Regions from separate parts of the Mus musculus genome. Here region 2 is linked to region 1. The links are chromatin contacts, called in public HiChIP or PLAC-seq maps. All regions are on one chromosome and are shown on one strand. The core of a region is the stretch at or near the end of the contact, and the rest is flanking DNA. Distances in the headings are between cores, read along the strand shown.

Region 1 (4,672 bases), core at 1,204-3,703:
GGCCTGGAAAGTCCAAGGGGGCAGCCTTGAGGTCCGCTACCTGCCGCTGTGCCCCAGGCCTAGAACCTTCGGGTGAGGGTGCCCTCACAAACACTGGTGTCCAGCTGACAGAAATGATATTTCCTTTCCTGCTCTTTCTCTCTCTCTCTCTCTCTCTCTCTCTCTCTCTCTCTCTCTCTCTCTCTCTCTCTCTCTCTCTCTCCACCAGGAGTTGGGACAGGGAGAAGTGAAGGGCAGCAGCCAGAAGCAGGCATGGAGTTTGCAGTCCCATCCCCATCCCCGGGTCTCCCAAGCTAAGCTTGGCTCCTTCATCCTCCGTGGAAAGGAGAACAGGGTGACCCACTACTCTTTCTCCCCTTGCCTTCCTGGGCATGTGTTACTGGATAAAACCCTAATTCCCCAGTTGCCATGACAACAGGAGGCAGTGGCTCTCAGCAAGGGTGGGGGAGTAGGGGGAAGCAGCTGGCAGTGCCCACTTTAAGACTAAATGCATCCCCACCACCACCACACGGGGAGCCATAGGGCCACTCCACCCTCCCAGCCTCTCCCCTCTCCAACCCAAAATAATTCTCAGAGGAGCAACTACAGGTTTTAATAAAATTCTCTCTCTCTCTCTCTCTCTCTCTCTCTCTCTCTCTCTCTCTCTCTCTCCTCTTCCTCCTCCTCTTCGCTCTCCCTCTCCCTCTCCCTCTCCCTCTCCCAAGCCTAAGATAATGACAGCTCCAGAAACCAAATGACAAAGGTGAGGGATACGATTCCCTTTCCTCCCGGATCTTTTCCAGAAAAATCGAACTTGCAGAGAGAGAGAGAGAGAGAGAGAGAGAGAGAGAGATGAGGGGAACCCCTTTCACGCTAGCACCACTGGTTAAAAGAAATGTCCAGGTTACACTGTGCCAGCGCCAGTGTCCCCTCTGTCAACTCCATGTCCTTATTCCTAGAGAGCAGGGGACAGCTTCTCAGGCCTTGGGCCATACTCCCCACTAGAGGTGCTTGCTGTGGTTCCTCTTTTCCTGGAGCAGGGAAACGGGGAAGAGCCAGGGAGGAGCCTGTGTGAAACCCTAGGCCCAGGAGTCCTGCCCAGTAAGCCTGGGTCTGCTCCCTGAGGAGTTGGTTCCCACGGCGTCGGCTCGCTCTGCCCCACCCCCACCCAAGCCTCTGAGAGGGCGGGGCCGCCCGTGCCCACAGGAGAACGGCAGTGCCAGGCAAGCTAGCCTGGTTCCGTGCCAAGGTCCCCGGGCCCAGTCATCACGAAACCAGCATCACGGCGCCCAAAAGCCTAAACCTAAGGCCCTCCCACTCCCACCTCCACACGCACATCCGCCACCAAGCTATCCAACCCCCGTCCCCCGGGTGTGTAGGTGAAGCCCGCCAGCTTCAAAGAGAGAGATTTCCTCCATCCTCCCACCCACCCCCGCTCCATCGGTGCAGACTCAGAGAGGTGCGAAAGACGAACGCCTGACAAAGGCACTTTGGAGCCGGACACGGTTATGGGGAGAACTGTAGATAACTGAGGACTGGAGGATGGGGTCTAGGGAGCCGGCGGACGTGCCCGCACTCACAATCAGATTGCCCCCGCCCCTTCAATTCAGCCCTAACCCGCCGGGCGCTAGGACCTAGGAAGGAGGGGGCGTGTTGCGAGCCATCAAAGAAGGTTCTTTGCTTGCGTGCCCGCCGGGACTAGGGGATGAGGTCACTGAATGACTGCCCCCCCCCACGTCCCCCAGGTCTTCATTCCCCACTACCCCTTAGTTGACCTAACTTTCTGACCCTGGCTCCTTGCTTCTGGTGCTGATTCCCTCTGGAATCCCCATACCTTAAACCCTGGCTCCAAAACCCTGCAACCTCCTGGACCTGGCCTGGCACTCTAGGTTAGCAGACCGCCCCTCTCCAGAACCCTCTCTCAGGAATGACTGAGGTGTTGGTCTCTTGGGGTGCAGGGTGCCAAGGGACCCAGTACAATCTTAGTCTAGCTCCCCCAGGGCCGGAAACGCCAGTAGCACGGCTCTTACGTAATGCCGGGATCCGAAGTCCCCCCCCCCCCCCAACCCAACACAGACCCTGGAGAGGCCGCGCAAATACCTGTGCTCCTCTCAGCTCAGCGTCTCTGTGTCCGGTGTCCCTCTGGAGCCCTCATCGCTGGCATGGGAACCAGCATCCCTGGGATGAGGGGTTCGGTTCTCCCTACCGGCATCACACACAGAGAGCCCAGTGCTGCAGCTGGAGAGGGAGTGGGGCGACTTGGGGAAGGGGCCCAGGAGTTTGGACCTGGAGAATAGGATCCCCAAGTGTAGGTGATAGGTCGAAAAGGAGGCAAGGGTTCTGAGGTGGGTGCTGGCCCAGGGGCCTAGGAATACCTACCTGCGTTTTGGGGAGCCCCTAGCTTGGGGCGATTCCGCGCAGCCCGGCGCTCCGCGGTTATTGCTTGTCAATCGCTAGCCGCGCTCTTAAAGCGGCAAGGTCTCCTAGGAGCGAAGGGGCGGAGACAGAAAGGAGAGGGCTGGGACACGGAAGGGACGCGGCAACCTACGGTCCACTGTAAAGTAATCTCCCAGGAGCAGGCGGGTGGGCGGGGAAGTGGTGGTTAACAGGCACCGCAAAGCCCACGACCCCCAACTCTGAGCAGGACCAACGTGTGTTACTTGGCGCGTAGGAATTCTTTAAAAGGGCGATGATGTTTAATAAAAGAAAGGGGGGGAAACTGAGCGCGATGGGATCACCCCCCTTAACGGGACCGCTTAGTCCAGCGTACCAGTCCCCTGAACGCTTCGTCTGTCCTTTCCTAACACAGTTTTGGAAAAGCAAGGGGACATCAGGACACTAACTCTGGTAGGGGATAAGCCTGGGGGTGGCGTTATAGTCATACGGCACATGCCTGCTTCTAAGAAAATTTGAAGAAAAACAGAAAATTTAAGAGAGTGGGACTGTGTTTTTTCATGAAAGGGACCAAGATCCTAATTTTAGCCTTGACGCGGGAAGTTGATCCTTGCCTCTGTTTAAGGCACAAGAGCAGAAGAAACAGTCTCTCCCTCCTAAATCCCGTTTCAACAAATAAGTAGTGACGGCGTCCGGCTCCATTGGTGGGTTGAACGTGCAGGAGAGGCCCTAGATTCTATTTCAGGCAGCAAAACGAAGAAAGCAAAGGGTTAAGCCCGCTAGCCCGCCTTGCTCAGCCTCTGGCTCCTCCCAGACCTGCTAGTAAAAGATACTGCACAGCCTCAGACTATTGGTGGCCCCAAGTGGAAAACAGCCTTCATTCAGTCTGTGCAAGCCGGGGCCTTCCCTGACTTGGGTGCCCCCTAACCCCTCCGCTACCCTATGGAATAGGCGCTCGGTGGGGAGCGGGGCGTTTATATCTTCCTCTTATAACTGAGCTTCTAAGATCCTGGAAACTTGCTTGGAAATCTCGAAAATGAATTGACTTGAGGATTCATGTCTAGATGTGGTCCCAGCCGACCCTGTTAGCAAAGGGAAGCAGTTGGGAATTGGTGTAGGGAAAAGCCAGCGATGGGTCAAAATGCTAAAGGCTGTTAAGTAGCCCACGTCTCTTATTCCTTAGAGAAGAGAAAGTTTTGTAGCGACCCCAGATGGTGGTGGTTGGAACTACAGGCTTCTGTCTGAGGAAAAAGGCTTCCAAACTAGATCTTCCTAATTAAACTCAGGACAAGAGGTCTCCTTCCTCGGAGACTCCCTTGGATCTTACCCACTCACCTCTGCTTAGAGAATCTGTTTGCACTTAGTTGGGTGGGGGAGAGAAATCTTGATTCCTCCCAAAACTTCTCAAATATTACCCCCCATAGCAATTCACAGCAAACTTACTGCATCCAGGATCCCAAGGACACAGTGGGATTCAAGTTCTAATCCACCTAGTGTATTCCAACTCACTATTCTTACAGTCTGACCCCCCACCTATGCACACACACACCTTACATTTGATTGATAGTTTCCTGCAATAGTCCTGTGAGATTAGTGGATGGAAACATTTATCAACAAAGATTACTATGTTCCTGTTTGTTGAAAATGAGGCACCGGTTTCTGTGAACCTAACATACTGGGGCAAGGGTTGGGAAGAGGTGTGTCCTAGAGACACATAGCATGAAGACATGCTATTCTAGTGGTGTGGTTAAATGTTTTAACACATTGCTCGAAGCTGAGCACAAAGCCGTCCCTACCCAGCTCTGGACTCTACCGAGCTTCCTCTCCCTGTAGTTCTAGGGGCTGCACTGCCCCTGGGAAGAATGCTTGCTCCTGATGCTGGTCTGTAGTACACCTGTCTTTCTCAGAAGTCACAAGGGTGCAGGCAAGGCTTTACTTCAAATACTTTTTTAAAATTAATTATATATATATATATATATATATACACATACATATATATACATACATACACACACACACACACACACATATATATATATATACTGTAGCTATCTTCAGACACACCAGAAGAGGGCAATGGATCCCATTACAGATGGTTGTGAGCCACCATGTGGTTGCTGGGAATTGAACTCAGGACCTCTGGAAGAGCAGTCAGTGCTCTTAACAATTGAGCCATCTCTCCAGCCCCCAAACACTTTTTTTTTCTTGTGGTGGGTGTTCAGATCACAGCTTTGAGAATCAAGACAAAAAGAGAAAAACAGCAACAACAAAACCAAAACCCAAAACCATCACCCCACTG
Region 2 (4,672 bases), core at 804-3,303, 290 kb after region 1:
GATGTTGCTCACCTGAGGGCCTTGTGTGGACCTTGGAGGCTAAGGCAAAAGGATATGTATCTGATATGACTTACTTTCCAGTGACTATCTGTGGAAAAGGCAGTGTTGGACACCTGAGGGCCGAAGAAGGCTTATGTGACCAGCCTCCTCTGTCCTGTCCCTGCCCTTCCTTGGAATCCCCTAGGTTTCCTGTCTCTGGCTGACCCAACCCTGTCTGTCCAGGCCCCCCCTCCCAGCCCATAAGGACCCCTTCCTTGTTGAGAAAATTTTCTCCCTGCCTATATTGATGAAAAAACCCGAGTTCTCCTAGAAAAGGGTCACACCCTAACAGGAGGGACAGCCCCTCCCTTCAGAACAGCTGCAGCCCCACTTGATCTGTCGTATCTGCTGAGCCAGATGTTTGAGGTCCTCAACCTGACAGCTGATGGCAGAGTCACAGAGCCCAAGCCTATGGGTGTGTTCCCTGCCCTGTGTATGTCTAGGGGAAAAAGCTTAACACACTGGCTTTGAGCCAGCTTGCCTTCCCACTAGCTGTGTGACCTTAACAGAATTTCCAGAAGTCTCTAAAGGTTCAAGTTCAAGAGGTTGTGAGGTAGAAGGACGAGGCCCAGAGAAGCTTGGTGGAGAACGGGTGTGAGTGTCATTTTAGGAGAGAGCCTCAGTTGGTGGTGGTGGTGGCAGGCACGCCCCGCTGACCCTCAGACCAGTAGCTCTTGCTGCCTTTGCTCAGGGAAGTGGAGGTACGCTCAGGCGGGCGCTCAACAAAATCCTCTCGATCTTGAGCTCCTGAGCCCAGGCAGTGGAGTGTCTCAAACTGGAGCCCTGAGCTGTGCCCATCTCAATCGCAGCTGGTGGGTCGGGTCTGGGGAACCCTCGAAGGTGAAACCTCAACTCCGTTCCTTCAGTCCCTGTGCCTCCGTCTTTCTGTAGGTGAAGGAGAGAGCAAACGGACAGGGCTCAGTGACTCAGCTGTCCCTGGAAAGGCGAAGGGCGAAGGGCGGAGAGAAAAGGAGGCCTCCAGGTCCAAACTCCCCTCCCTTCAGGCGCTCAGCTTGTTTGTTTTTGAACAGACCTTAGGGCAGCCAATCAGAGCTGAGGCCCCGGGCTTGTGCCTTTCCCCGCTGACTGCAACTCCTGGTTCCTGGCCAGTGAAGCTGGGGAAGGTAGGGTTCCTGGGTGGGGAGTAGGATAATGACTACGGGGTGCTCCTCTTTGGGGTCCCAATCCTGTCAGCTACCCAATCTCTTGAGGTGTCTTGTTTTAGAGGCAAAGTGCTGAGTCTGATGACAGCCTGGCAGAAGACAGAGGACGTGGTATCCAGCCTGAGCCTCCTCACCATAGGCTCAGAAAACAGGCTGAAGGCTTGTTTAGCTTCCACTCTTGTGACAGGAATTGGTTCCTTTATCCATCCAGGTGTCAGTCAGCAAGCGTTTGCTTTACTCATGCTGATGAGTGCTAGGAGCCACAGAAAGAGACACAAAAGCACAAAAGCCAAGCTAAGACTGGGTGGGGGAGAGTGGGGTAAACATACAGACGCTCAGAGTCCCTGGGGACCTCCACGACATAAAGTCCTGCAACATTTTGGTGGCAAAACTCCCAAGAGTGAACCGGGATTCCCTCCTGTGATTCAGCAGAGATGTAAACAGCTTACTAAAGGCGCTCAGTCAGCCACTGAGCACAGCTCACCAGCCTGGAGGCTCTCTTTCCCAGTGCAGATGGGAGAGCCCAGAGAACAGCTGTCAAGGACTACCGGGACCTGCTCCGTACAGACCTTCCACCTCCTCTCCCAGCCTAGCCTAGTCTTGGGGGAATGGACCCCCATGTATGCACACTCACCCAGGCTCATCCCTGCTGGAGGCTCCCACTAACTATGGCAGCACCCAGAGATGCTCTCTAACCTAGTCCCAAACGGAGGAAGTGAAAGTGCTGGGAGCAAGTGAATTCTATATCCTTAGAGAAAAAAGAAAGTCAGGATGGAGTCTGGAGAGATAGCTCAGCAGCTAAGAGCACCGGGATCCAGCACCCACATGACAGCTCACACCTATCTACAACTCCAGTTCCAGGGCTTCTGGCACTCTTACACAGACATCCATACAGTTTCCTGGGCAGCCAGGACTACATAGAGATAGACTCTGTCTCAAAAAAAAAAAAAAAGAAAGAAAGAAAGAAAGAAAGAGAAAAGAAAGAAAAGAAAATCTATGGTTTATTAATTTATAAGGTGAATAAAGTGGACAAGAAATCAAGTTCAAGGGAGTCGAATTGAGAACTCTCTCTCCTCTCAAATTTGTAAGAGGAAATATTGACGCGAGTAAATGTTCTCCCCTCCCCCAACCTTGAAAACTCCTTGGTAATTACACCACCTGGCCTCCAGGGGGCTCATGCTGTTTACTGCCCCTAAAGAAGCCCGCGAAGAAGGTCCAGTCTATCCCGTGGAAACAACTTTCTGCTCTGCTCATAGCCTAGCACCCCATAAAGGCACTCGCTGAACTTGCTCGCTTCTAACGAAGCTGCTGACTTCAACCCTTTCTCTCCACACTATGTTTAACCTACTCACCACCAGGTTCTGCACACACCCACGCTGCCCAGCTCCTCATTCGTTGTAGCATTTGACACAGGCGGCGCTCAGCTCTTGGGAATGTCTGCTTTGTGGCCCCCATACCATATTATCATCTCCATCTATTTAGCGTTCTCATTTTCCTCTTATCACCTCCCCACATCACTCCACCAAGTTCATCTTTCCTAATCTATCTTCGCCAGCCATTCTGCTCACTCATAACCTGGCCTTCTTCAATGTCCTTTCTCAGCTGACTGGTCCACGCATGTGGGTCAAACTAGCACCGGCAAGTGTATGTAGGACTCCCGCTTTCCTTAGCCGATTACTGCCAATGCCCATTGACTTCCATGTATGTACCCGGAGGATCTTCTGGCCGCAGTTGGCTGCAGTTGGAGCTTGTCGTTTCCGGTGGCTGTAAGTAGGTCAGTGTTTACCTCCCCGCCCTATAACCAAGAATTTCTCTCTTTATTGTTCCTTCCTTCCTTTAACAGGTTTGTATGATTGGCACAGGCCACCACATGTCGGGAATGCTCAGTTAGTGTTTGTAGAATGTGCTGCAAAGTAATGAAGATACAGAACAGAGGCTCAATTGGTAAAGCGTTTGCCTTGCAAGTACAAGGATCTGAGTTCAAGACCCAGAATCCATGTTTCTCAGAAAAATGGGAATGGTGGTGTATGTTTGTAATCCTAGCATGGGGAGACAGAGAGAGGCAGATTCACGGGGCTTGCTGGTCGTACAGCCTAGCCTTCTTGGCAAGTTCTAGGTCAGTGAAAACCCCTGCTTCCTCTCAGGAAAAAAAAAAAAAAAATGGCTGGAGCCAGGAGTGGTGGCACATGCCTTTAATCCCAGCATTCGGGAGGCAGAGGCAGGTGGATCTCTGAGTTCGAAGCCAGCCTGGTCTACAAAGTGAGCTCCAGGACAGCCAGGGCTACACAGAGAAACCCTGTCTCAAAAAACCAAAAAAAAAAAAAAAAAAAAAAAATGGCTGGAGCATGAAGAATAGCATTCAGAGTTATCATCAGAAAAAGAGGGCAGTTCTCAGTAGCTGTAATGAGGGCAGGCTAAACAATAAAATTGAAGATAAAATTACAAAAAAACAATGTAGTCAGTTGATCTCAATTTAAGATCACAATTGGTGTTATTTTCTATTCCAGCATCTGGTAGCACTTCATCCCACAATATAGAAACAATGTAGCAGGCAACACAGAGGAAGCTGGCTTAGACTGAAGAAAGTTGAAGCAAACTGAGGACAGAAAAGCTCTGTGGCTACTTGTAAGTGACCTACCTTGTAAGGAAACAGAACAATAGGAAAGTGGTGGATAACAGGTATTTATGAATGAGAATGGCCCCCCATAGGCTGATATGTTTGAATACTTGGTCCTCAGTTGAACTGTTTGGAGAGAATTAGAGGTGAGGCCTTATTGAAGGATGTATGTCACTGGGGTGGGCCATGAGGCTTCAAAAGCCTGATACCATTCCAAGTATCTGTCTCTAACTCTGATTGTGTCTGAGCTCTCAGCTGTCTCTGCTGCCATGCCTTTTTGATGCTGTCATGGACTCTAACCCTTAGAAACCAACCGTAAGTCCAGTTAAAGGCTTTCCTTGGTCATGATATTCTGTCACATTAGTAGAAAAGCTACTGTGGTGGTTTGAATACGCTTGGCCCACAGGAAGTGGTACTCTAAGGAGGTGCGGCCTTGTTGGAGGAGTGCTTCACTGTAGAGGTTCCCTTTGAAGCTCTGACCAGTGTGGAAGAGTCAGTGTGGCTACAGTCAGATTAAGATGTAGAACTCTCAGCTCCTTCTCCAGCGTCATGTCTGCCTGCATTCTGCCTTCTTCCTGCCATGATGACAATGGACTAAACCTATGAGACTGTAAGCCAGCCCCAATTAAATGTTTGCTTTTATAAGAGTTGCCTTGGTCATGACGTCTTTTCACAGCAATAGAAACCCTAACTAAGACAGCTATCAATACAGCACATTTCTAAACAAACAAATAGGCAAATTATACAAAATCCAGGCATGGAGGTGCACACTTTTAATCTCAGTACTTGAGAGGCAGAGGAAGATGGATGGATCTCTGTGAGTTCTAGGTCAGCCAAAGCTATAGCGTGAGAC

Evidence for each region. HiChIP or PLAC-seq counts read pairs in DNA pulled down with a chosen protein or histone mark.
Region 2: an H3K27ac HiChIP or PLAC-seq map of epiblast stem cells shows a contact between it and region 1. The contact joins the promoter of Bloodlinc here to the promoter of Mpp2 in region 1. A contact is called at or near these places in 1 of 39 promoter capture datasets (hippocampal neurons), 2 of 115 datasets of contacts at active chromatin or transcription factors (epiblast stem cells and pancreatic cancer cells) and 2 of 9 other capture datasets (adipose tissue and liver).

What each region holds. Positions count from the first base shown.
Region 1 is chr11:102,086,062-102,090,733 of GRCm38.p6, forward strand. It overlaps Mpp2 (membrane protein, palmitoylated 2 (MAGUK p55 subfamily member 2)), which reads right to left and starts at 2,454. Exons shown (of 13, transcript NM_016695.4): 1 at 2,359-2,454.
Region 2 is chr11:102,374,967-102,379,638 of GRCm38.p6, forward strand. It overlaps Bloodlinc (Bloodlinc, erythroid developmental long intergenic non-protein coding transcript), which reads right to left and starts at 2,054. Exons shown (of 3, transcript NR_131196.1): 1 at 1,837-2,054; 2 at 1,337-1,455; 3 at 585-924. It overlaps Gm34253 (predicted gene, 34253), which reads left to right and starts at 503. Exons shown (of 3, transcript NR_166821.1): 1 at 503-631; 2 at 2,805-2,976; 3 at 3,710-4,466.